Regions from separate parts of the Sus scrofa genome. Here region 2 is linked to region 1. Evidence: chromatin contacts called from public Hi-C data. All regions are on one chromosome and are shown on one strand. Each heading gives the region's core, a stretch centred on a gene start, on an enhancer-like site or on the middle of the called end of the contact. The rest is flanking DNA. Distances are from core to core; before and after follow the strand shown. Region 1 has its middle 150 kb from the start of PPARGC1A. Region 2 overlaps PPARGC1A (PPARG coactivator 1 alpha).

Evidence for each region. Hi-C and Micro-C count contacts between places; a contact is called where the count stands out from the background.
Region 2: a contact with region 1 is called in a Hi-C map of liver, with 2.0 times the contacts expected there. The contact joins two enhancer-like sites. A contact is called at or near these places in 4 of 47 Hi-C or Micro-C datasets (fetal liver and liver).

Annotation. Positions count from the first base shown.
Region 1 is chr8:17,791,733-17,797,441 of Sscrofa11.1, reverse strand. No RefSeq gene overlaps it. Among named protein-coding and RNA genes, the nearest start is that of PPARGC1A, 150 kb to the left of the region's middle. Within about 2 kb of position 3,226, at least 7 of the 83 cell types and tissues checked have an H3K27ac peak or open chromatin away from gene starts, as enhancers often do. A contact at or near this core is called in fetal liver and liver, where this site is marked.
Region 2 is chr8:17,928,485-17,934,193 of Sscrofa11.1, reverse strand. All of the region lies in intron 2 of PPARGC1A (PPARG coactivator 1 alpha), which reads left to right. Among named protein-coding and RNA genes, the nearest start is that of PPARGC1A, 16 kb to the left of the region's middle. Within about 2 kb of position 3,118, at least 15 of the 83 cell types and tissues checked have an H3K27ac peak or open chromatin away from gene starts, as enhancers often do. A contact at or near this core is called in fetal liver and liver, where this site is marked.

The DNA of each region.
Region 1 (5,709 bases), core at 1,977-4,476:
GGGTAGGAGGGTGGTAGAGGGTCAAAAGATGGGGTGACTACATTTCTTACACCAGTGGCATGAATAAGGAAGAGCCACACAGCTTCCTGTATTTCTACCGTAGTCACACCCTTCCTTCACCAAGAGGCCATATTTATCCTTTTTATGCTCCCTTTTGGGTGAAGACTAAGGTGTCATGTTCACAGGCACATTGAAGATGCCCTGTGGGATGCTCAGAATATGTAGGTGAGATTATCAGGGCCCTGGAAGTCTGCAATGGTGTGTTTGGGTGAAAGACAGAGAAATAATAATAATAATTAGAATCGTTATAATAACTGCCACTGAGCATACCACGTGCTGGGGGCTCTGTGCCACGCACTTTACTTTCTGTGTCTCTTTAAGCTCTCCCAATAATTCTTTGTTTTTCAGATGTTTTGTTATGTCCATGATACAGTGGAGGAAACTGAAGAAGCATCGTAAGTTAGATTTTCTTGTAAGGGATACTGTCTGAACTCAAGCCAAGTTTGAATTCTTGGATTCAAGAATCCAAGTTCTTAACCTCTATATATTAGCCAAAGATTTTAACCTCTATATTTTATTAGGAGGTTATTACTACAGTAAGATCTCATTTTTAGCCATTCATAAATTGTGCCTGTATGAATATTAAGCACCAACAATATGTTTCTTGGGGATGCCATTGAACAATTTTGGTTTATATACTTAAAGATACAACTGTACATATAACCTTTACTACATTATGTTCACAGAGATAAATAACTACCAAAAGTAAAGGTGTGAACTTTACAAAGGAGTAGATTAAGATGTGAATAAAGACTGGAATTGTAAAAATAAAAAGCATTTTTTATTAGCATTCAAAGTGCCTTCAATGAAAAAAAGCAGAAAGGAAGAAATGTTTACTAAATATCACCATAACATGGAAAATATTAAGATAACACGAGTTTCTCACATCAACCTCATAAGGTTTTTGTTACTGTTATCATTATATAGGTGAGAGAAAGGAAGTTCCAAGATAGTAAGCAAATCCCTTAAAATCTAATGTCAAAAATGAGGTTCAAAATCATGTATGACTTTAAGCCAATTCATTGCACTACTGAGTCCAACTTCTATTATGATGTTAGAGAATGAAAGGAATCATCATTTTCTTAGTCTGCAAATATTCTTAAACATGGAAGATTTATTTATTCTTCCAGTGAACACTCTGGAGTATTTATTATGTTCTAGATAGATCCAGCATCTAGCTAGGTACATCAGCTAGATGCTGGGTGTTGTCTTAGCTTTGACCTTGTGGGAGAGTTCCATTGTCCAGTGGAGGAGACAGAAGTTAGATCATTAGCTAATATGCAAGAAGAAAAAGGTTCTATGGGAGAGGAAGGAAGGGAGAAAATTCATGGGAATGGTAGATTGGGGAAAATTTTTACAGATGAAGAACCATTTGTGTAGGATCTTGAGGAGACGTTTGTCAGGCAGGGAATAAGGGAAAAGAAAGAGCAAAGACCATTCAGAAGGCCTTGAAAATCTCAGTTCGGTAAGGGAAGGGTCTTTTTTTTTTTTTTTTTTTTTTTTTTTTTTTTGCTATTTTTAGGGCTGCACCCACGGCACATGGAAGTTCCCAGACTAGGACTTGAATCAGAGCTACAGCTGCCAGTCTATGTGCCACAGCATAGCAACGCCAGATCCAAGCTGCGTCTGTGACCTATACCACAGCTCGCGGCAACGCCGGATCCCTGACCCACTGAGTGAAGCTAGGGATCGAACCCACATCCTCATGGATACAAGTCAAATTTGTTTGCACCGTGCCACAATGGGAAGTTTGGGAAGGATCATTCTTGTGTGTGGTTGGAAGGCCTGTGTTTGAGACAGACAGGGGAGAGAGAGAAATCTGGTGATTTGTTCTTGGGCCCTGGTTTTGAAAGCTCTCGTATGCTCACATAATGAGTCTGGACGTTCTCTTATGCCCAGTAAGAAATCATAAAACTTTCACAGAAAGTGTGATCAAATGTTTGTGTTATAAATATAACTATGTAAGATTATTGAAGGACAGAGAAAGGAACACTAGGGAGAAATTTTAAAAGGCTAATTAACTTGAAGGCATCTTTGACTTCCTCTTTTGTAACACTTCACATAGAGGGTCACCAATTCCTAGGAAATTTCTTTTAAATCATGTGTTTGCTTTCTGTCTTACTGCCATTTCCATGGTCCTGCACTTCCTCTTCTTTTAAGTGGGATGTTGACTTAGCCCTTAGCTCCCTCTTCCAACTTCCTGGTCTCTTGCCACTCCATTAAGGAGCCACCATGAAATCCAGGGCTACAGTTTCCCTTCGCATGCACAAAATCTCAGTTCTTCTGGTCTGCCGTATTTCACATCTTTCCTTAGGCAGAGGAGGGTTGTTCTTTGCCTGAAGCTGAGCTTTATAGGAATGGTGGATGCCTCCTCATTGGTTTGACCCAAATGGACTAGAATGGGCAGAGATTCTGATGCCTCCACTCTTCAGGATAGTCTGGCAGGACCTGACATGACTGGGGTCCAAGCAGGTCACCTGGGACCACACACTGAACCTCTGCCTCTCTTTACCCTCGTGACTCTTATAGGTGCTGCCATTTTATGTGTTTGCTAGAATGTGAAAACATATCGAGAATCATTAGAAAGGCAGAATTGCTCTTGGGGGATAAGGCTGTAGAAAGGAACAGTGCAGAGTTAGAGAAATACGCTGTAGTTGAACATTTCCCACACGAGACTGGAAAATTTCCAGAGATCCGAATTCTGTTCTTGATTCTCTTTATAGCTTGTTTTATGACCTTGGCCAAGTCAATTAACCTTTCCATTCCTCAGGTTGACCTTAAGTCAACTTAGAATAATATATCCCTGGCTGCCTGGCTCCCAGGCATGTGAATTTGAAAGAGTTAATGAGAGAAAGTTTAGAAAGTGTCCAAACCACTGTTTATCAGAAAGTCTACAGTCTGTTGTGATAGGCAATCTCTCGAGTGCGTGCGCTAGATAGCACAGGGTTATGAAATCTTGGTAAGAAAGATTATTCGGCACAGTTATCTCTTTTTCTTGAAAGCCCTCCACTTACAGGTCAATGAGCACCTACGTACCAGGTGATATTCAAGGTTAGAGGAAACACATGTCTAACTCCTGTATTGTAGAAAATCAGTTAATTACAGGGCAACCTGTTCTTAACAGCCCCTGAAGGCACTGCCTGACCTTGTACCAGGCCTGTGAAACGACACGTTCCCAACAAGGAAGTAACCGGACTCGCAAGGGCTCTTCATGTATCCAGGTATTTACAAGGGTAGCTAAATGCAGCCGTTACAGTTTCCTTGGAAAGTCACCACCCATCCTCTCTCTGTGTGATTTCTCAACTTTGCCCAGAATAAATAGCTGCAAATAGAAGTGGGAGTTTGCCTGGGTATCGATTGGTTCAGGTCAGGCCAAGGGTGCAATGAGACCATCTTATCTCTCGTATATAGTGAGGCTGGGCCTGGCATAACCTGCAGATGCACTGGGAGAGCAGGGAGAGGACCTGTTTTCAATGTCACACTGAAATCACATGTCTTTTAGGAGAGGAGAAGGAATATCTGTCAGCACATGTTGATCGGTACCCATGGTTTAGAGACTTTCTTGTCAGTCTCCACTAAGATTAAACTGTCGTGGACTCTTTGACTCAACAATTTCACTTCACGGCCCTACAGAAACAAGGACACATGTGTAAGAAAAACATGAATATGGGCAAAGATTCTAGCACACTTTGTAATTAAAAACAGTCAGGGAAGTACCTTGTAGATGAGAAATGGCTAAATAACGATGCGGTATTCATACTGTGAGATATAATGGAACAACTTAAAAGAATGTGGAAGGCGAATGCTTCCTCTAACAGCAAATTTTATTTTATTTTTTTCCTCTAAAATGTACTGTGAATCTGACCAATTTTCATCAATTCCACCACAGGCATCCTTATTCAAGAACAATCTACTGTGGTTCCTGTTAACTAGGATTTGACAATAGCCTCCTGACAGACCCTCCAACTTTCTCCATCACCTCCGATAGCCTGTTTTCCACGGAACCACCAGAGTGCTCCCTCTAAATGGAAATGGGGTCCTATCTTGCCGATGGTTTCTCATGACGCTTAGAACAACACCTATGAAACTGTATGCCATTTGAGCCCTGGCTATCTCTTTGTATAAATTTTTTTAACTTTTTCTTCTCCCTTGCCTACCCCATGTTACATAGCAGGTGCTCAGCAAAACATGGCCAAATCAGTGAAAGATGGGCTCAGTGTGCACAAAAATAGAAATATCAGCAAAACATCAAGGCTGTCATATGGCTAAACAGTGGCTATCAATTTGAATGCCTGGGTTCCAATACTAGCTTCGTCACCTAATGTTTAACTGCGTAGTCTTGGGCGAGTTAGTAAATTCTGTGTGTCTTAAATTTCCTCTCTAAAATGAGGGATTAGGAAGGTGATCTAGCCCACAAAAGTGCTCTGAGGATTAAGTAATCAATTTATGTAAAGCTCTTAGAGCCATGTCTCATATCTCTGTTAATATGACATCGTAACTATTTGAAGGCCCTCTGACATTTTGGTTTTGTCTTTTCAATGTTATTGGATTATAGTTGATTTACAATGTTGTGTTATTTTCAGGAGTATCACAAAGTGAATCATTTATACCTATATCCATTCTTTTTCAGATTCTTTTCCCATACAGAGGTCCTGCGCTAAGCAACAGGTCCTGTTGCTTACCTATTTTGTGTATAGCAATGTATAAAAAAAAACCCTCTAATTATCAAACTTAGGGTCACCAAAGGGGAAACGTCAGGAGGAGGGATAAACAAGGAGTTTGGTTCTTTATACTTTCACTACGTTGTGTGTTGTGAGTGCTATTTTATACAGTGTGGCCAGGAGAGACTAATGGATAAGATGATTTTAGTTGTGATCTTAAGGCCATGAAGCTGAGGACCATGCAGCTTTCTGGGGAAAGACTATTTAGGCAGAGGGAATATTTAGAGGGGATGTGCTGAGGTGGGGACACTTTTGAGGGCTTTCTATAAAACGCTACCCGTTTAACGATCCGGCGTTGCCGTGAGCTGTGGTGTAGGTTGCAGACGCGGCTCGGATCCTGCGTTGCTGTGGCTCTGGCGTAGGCCGGTGGCTACAGCTCCGATTGGACCCCTAGCCTGGGAACCTCCATATGCCGCGGGAGCGGCCCAAGAAATAGCAAAAAGACAAAAAAAAAAAAAAAAAAAAAAAAAAAAAAAAAAAAACGCTACCCGTGAGACATGAGATGGTGAAGATATAAAGTAAAAAAAAAAAAAATACATAGGGACTTCAAAGAGTGATGATGCAATATGAATGCAGACCTACTGTGAGTGACATGCAGCTCTAAGTGTCTATATCTATCAACCATTTAATCCTCTTCACTGTTCCGAGAAGTGGGAACATTCCTGAATGTTCCAGGTGAGTCGAGAATACCAGAGACCAGGGAATGGAGAGGATGTGGGTGGGAGGAGGGTCGGGAATGATGAGGGGAGGTGAGCTGTTAGAGAATGCAGGCCTTTGGGGGCCACGGTAAGGGCTTTGGATTGTACCAGGAGTGAGCCAGGAAGCTGCCGGAGGGCTGGCATTAAAAAGACTGAGGAGGAGTTCCCGTCGTGGCGCAGTGGTTAACGAATCCGACTAGGAACCATGAGGTTGCGGGTTCAGTCCCTGC
Region 2 (5,709 bases), core at 1,869-4,368, 140 kb before region 1:
CCAGACTTCACGTTTTTAACAAGGTTAATCTGTCCCTATAATATGTGCCTATTCTTCTAGCAATGAACACTTTTATTGTGGCTTTTATAAAATGAATTGCCTGTGATGTAAAGCAATTTTGTAAGGACCATTCTTTTTTTTCTTCTTCTTCTTCTTCTTTAGCCTCTCAGGTTGCTTTTAAGAGGGTGCATTCTGAGCTAGAGTTTGAAACCCAAGCAGGATCCTGTGTTTCCCTGTAGCCTGCCAAAGATGCTGAATTACAAGTAGCTAGAATGAGAGCAAGGGAAAAGGGAGGCAAGATACACAAGGAAATACACACTCTTACTCTTGGCAAGGGCAACATTTTAGGAAGATAAATGACTTCTTACCCATTACGCCATTTGTCCCAAAACGATGATACGTGATACTTTTGTGCCTTTTCTGTTCCAAAATGAGAGAATGGTTTGCATAGTTTCAGATTCTAAACACCGAGACTTTGTAGGCCTGCCCATCTCCATTACTAGTGCAAGTTATTCATTCAAGGTTTGCAGCTGGATAGATTAATGAATTACTAGATCTTGCGTAAAATGACTTGGCCTGACTTTTAAACAACTACTTTTTTTTTTTTTTTATCTTTTTTCTTGTTGGCCAGTCTCGTGGTCCATGTTAATGGGCTCTAGAGATCAAGCCCCCCATAGAATGGACGTGTTTTTTTGTTCTTCCCACAAGTAGCTTTGTTAACTGTTGCCTCCACTTTTTCATTCGCTCCCACACTTCTGCTCAGAAGCAGTCCGTTCAGGGAGGTACAAGCAGGCTGGTCAGGCAGGGATGAGGGGAGGAGACTTAGTAGCCACATCCTTGGTGGCCGATGTCCTTCCCGGGGCCCTATCACGTGACCTGTCGGAACCCTGTCTTCAGCACAACTGAGTTTCGAGTGAGTTCCTTGGTGTTGCTCACACACTATGCAGAGCTGGAGCTCTGAACTTTGAAGGAAAGCCTCAGAGCTATTTGCAAAGTGCTGGTGTTTAGTGAATACTAAATTACATTTAGGAAATAGTCTACTGCTACCAGTTATACTTCATTTTTATTCTTGACACAGACACCTAAATCAGAGAACAGTAACATTTCAGAGATTATGGAAGCAGTTTGGGTATGTTCCAACACTATAATAGGATCAGAATTTTAAGGCCTTTTGTATTATTACCAATAGTCACTTAGTTTCTACTGCAGTGTACTTTGTAGGGAATTATAGCTTTTACTAAAAAGATTAAAATGCTATTATGCAAATGATTGCAGTATGTTATTATGTTTACAAATTAACATCCATGGCTCAACACACAAATTAACTAACTATTCTATCTATGTTATTAAGGATTTAATAAAGTAACTGTTAATAAAAATGGGTAGCTTGGAACACTGAATAGGAAACCACTGTGATTTAACACAGAACTCAAGCATTGTGTTTAATGTTCTAGGTGATATAATGGTAAAATAAAGTTGAGCAAAGCACAAAGCAAAGCTGGGACCATGGAGCCGCAGAGCTGCCTGTCTGAGACGCTGATGGCCGTGAACTAAATAGCTTCGGGCTACACTATACAGTGGGCGGCATACAGTAAATCTAAGCAAAGCACGCGCACCACCTTCTATTAATAAATAGTTCATTGAAATGATAATCGCCCTCCCTTACATGTCTGATATGTTCCATACACACGGAGAATACTTACATTATTCTAAAATGGAGCTCAGAGCAAATTTTGCTATAGCGAATGGGATTTAGCTGCAGAATATCGCCGTGTGATAAAAGAGGAGAAGGCTAGGTTCAGACTCAGATGGCTTTACAAACAGGCTGCAAATTGCTATTCCTGGCTGTTCATAAGAGATCATAAAAGCAAGGAGATAAGAACCGCCAGGGTCTCTGAGAAATGAATGTATGTGATTATGTTATCTTATGGGTTGGATTTACTAGACAGACCGACAACACTTTCACTTCAGTCTGACAGGAAAAGGAGAAAGAGATGTCGATTTGAATAGCAAACTTTGTCAGAGCGTGCAAGTCCCAATACGTCATCATTAAAATCTTTTAAAAGTGGTCGAGGATGCTGGTCAGTGACTCCATTGCTAGACCTCAAAACAAGAGCGAAGGGTGTTACCTGATCTTCAGCAAACAAACAAAGAAACAAACAGATTCCTGAAAATCCTGGAGCAACGTCGTTCATATTCGACATGTTTTAGGTTTATGTTTCTCAGTCGTCAGATACAGATGTGGAAGCTTCAGTGTAAACAGTACCCATTTTCAGGTCAGGTCTACCCCAAACCAAATTTAAACGAAATAATAAACCATGGTCCTTTTAGATCCACTGACCCAGGGCAACCAGCCTGGGCTTTTTAGCAGGAATATCTGGGTGAACTTAAAGAGACGAGGGAGCAGGGAAGCAACTACAAACTTGGTCAAGGTTTGTGTCCTTGCATACAATACAAGCAATTTATTTTGTTCCGAATAGCACCTCTGTCGTGGGGAAACTGCTTATGCAAATTTGTGATATCTAGCTTGAGCAAGGTGCCTGGTTCCCTCATTTCCTTCCACATTTGGATAAATTGTGTTGTTCTTCACTCTTCCAAATTTGTCCTTGTGGAAAGGGAACACTTGCAAATTGGTTAAAGCTTGCGAAGAGGAAGAAAGCGGGGGAGAGGAAGGAGGAAACACTTGGACCAAAAACAGTGGCTGGGACAGCTTAGCATTCGATGGTTTGTGGCCTTGTCCGGTTCCCAGGCACCTGATCGAGAAAGTGGTACAATCCTGTTATGCAGGCATTCCGGAGCGCTTGCCAACATTCACCTGACATGACCAAGGTTTAAAGTACTGGCAGTAACTTTACACAGCAGAGGGGAAATGCGTGCCTGGGGTGTGTGTGTGTGTGTCAAGGGGGAGGGGGGGTGCAGGGGGGTGCGCCTGCTTGCATACACATCCACATTCTTTTTTTTTTTTTTAGAAAAAAAAAAAGCGATGCTTGCCATAGCAGGGTGGTAAAATAATTAGTCCAGCAGACAAATGTCTTGGCCCATGTTTAAACAGAGCTTTAAGGACACAGTGTTCTCACCAGTCAGATATCTAAATACAAACCAGTGTCAGCTGCCACGCAGACCAAAATGTAATAGCCTGCTTTCACAGGGGTCATCGTCAATCCATTTTGGTCGTGGCCACACTGCACATCTGTTTCTGCGCTGCAGCTCCTTAAGGTGGCATTGGACTTCATCAGAACACAAACATCCCAGCTATAAATTGCCACTGCTGGAGTGCCTTTGAATAAGTGTATACTGTTTCATATTTATAATGGTGAGGCTTCATAATATTCACAGTGAATATATAACACCGATCAGTTCAACAAGCATGAAATTGTATGTTGTCAACTTGTCACATAAATAGAGTCATATTCCGGCTTGCGATAATGTTGAACTAACATTTTTTTCCCCCATAATTGTTGAGAGGGTCACCCAAAAGTGGGGAGGTAGCACTTCCTTTGGTCGATAAACAGTTGGGGCTATTGTAAAGTTGATATTACCGTTGATGGGTTCCTTTGCTCCCCTCTCTCCAAAGTGCTTGCTTTTCTTGGGTGAATGCTAATTGGCTAATCTGGTGTGTTTCTTCTGTCATCCAGTGGTATCATTTTCAGCCAGTGCTAGAAGGCTTTTTTTGGGTTGTGTATGTGTGAGTAGCTTTTTTTGTTCTCCTTTAAAACATTTTTTTTTTCTATTCTTGTAGCGCAAATCAGTGCTAATTGTCATGAAATTCTCTAACCATCCTCTGGCAAGCTCTCTCGTTCATTTGCACTCCAGTTAACTCTTAATTCATTACCAGAATCCCGGGTCATAGTGAAGGCTGGACATTTTGATCAGACTTTCTCATGATAGAGAATTTAGAGAGATGCGGCAAAGAAATGATTGCACCAAATGTGCAACTTGCTTAAAGGAGAAAGTGCGGGGGGAGGTGGGGGGCAAATGAAACCGACGCATCGGTCGCCGGGGAGCAACTACAGAGACCAATTTCCACAGTGGCTGATATTTCAGCACCAGAGGCATGAGAAGAAACGGATGCCAAGTACTTTTTCACTTTTGAGAAATTCTTCGATGTGTTCAATCCTCCCCATCTTCCTTCAAATGGCCCGGAGTCAGAAAGTGTTGCCAGCTCTCTCTGCAGTCATGTGAATTTCCCTGGTTAAAGTGGCTGACTTTAAAACCTCAGGATGGTGCTTTAGGAGGTGTGGATTACCAAAGGGTATTACTAACTCCGATGTTTTCATCCCATATCGTGTGTGGTGTGGATGGTCATGTTTTCACGTAGAAGAAGCCATTTGTCCGCCAAAGCTCCTGGTCTCCAGAAATATTTTCACATTTCTTCAGGCTTCTGGTTAAAAGTTCCTCTCTTCTCTCACTGATGTCTCTATCCATTCCTCAAAAAATGATTACCGTCAACCATTAGCATGCCCATTAGCATGTCACTTCCTGGGGATACAGTGGTTCCATGCAGACAAAGTCCATGGCGCCATGCTGCTCATGGCTGATGATGAAGATGCAGCTTGAGAACCCAGTAAGATACAGTCTCTGATAGAGAAAGCCAAGCAGGGACTTTCTCCACTGGCCTGTTGTCTTGATCATCGATCACAGATAAATTCTGCCTTTCTCAGGGGGTGGGGGGGGTTCATTTACCATCTTCAGAAGTGCCTTCTCCTGGAAGTGGAATTTGGCTGGAGAACATTTCCCTTGGCTAATGGGACCTTCTGTTCCAAACCAAGGGCCCTGGGCACAGCGTCTGGCAAATGCAGGGCAGTGGGACAGAATATTTGAAATGGGGAGATCTGGCTCTACCGTGCCCTACACACAGTGTGTTGAGAAAAACAGCAGTTTGCTCATGGGGATTGCTGAGGGAAGACCAGAAGAAGGAGCCTTCAGGGAAGAGAGAAAGGCTGTCAGCAGAAGGTTCTGCAACCAGGGTGCACAGCTGATGTGAGTGGAATGCTGAGTCCCTGGCAATGCAGGTGGGTGCCTTTGGGTGAAAATGATTCTGCACTATTTGAGGCCTGTCAGCCTTTCTCTGCGAGAATGGTATTTCCTGCTGGAAGGACTGACGCGCTTTTTTGCCTCTCTGCGACATCTTGAATGTGGGGCCTTCTCTGTGTTGTCTCATGGACAGTCCTTCCCTGGGACTGTCTGGCCTTGGGCGATGAGGCAGGCATGAGAAGAAGGCTCTGTACCCCTTTCCTCTTCTCTTGGGAGGTACCAAGCTTTACATCTCTACTGAGCCTGATTCACTTAGATCGTTTTCACGTCCCGGTAATTCTCCAGCTTCAATTTCTTCTCACCAGTCCTTTCTGAGAAGTTGATTTCTGCTTCTGAATGCTGCTTACATAGGGGAAAAGGCACCTCTATTATAGGAATGCCCTTGGTTTTTCCATGGACGCTTGGCCTAAGGACATTGGCTTCCCTGGGTGCCATCTCATTTGTTCAGATGTGAAGTTGGAGCTTCTGTAGTCCAGACATAGCTCTCCCGGGTGTCCAGGGATCCTCGCCAACTCAGATCCTGTCCAGAAATGTTCTCATGTCAGGATCCTCTCGTGTCTTGCCAGCACATGCTTAGCAGGGACACCCTGATCTCCCCTGAGCCTCGTCTATCAGCCTGCCTTTTCTTCTGGGCAGGGCTGCTTGATGGGCAGGCTCGCCTCCTGTTCCTACTGA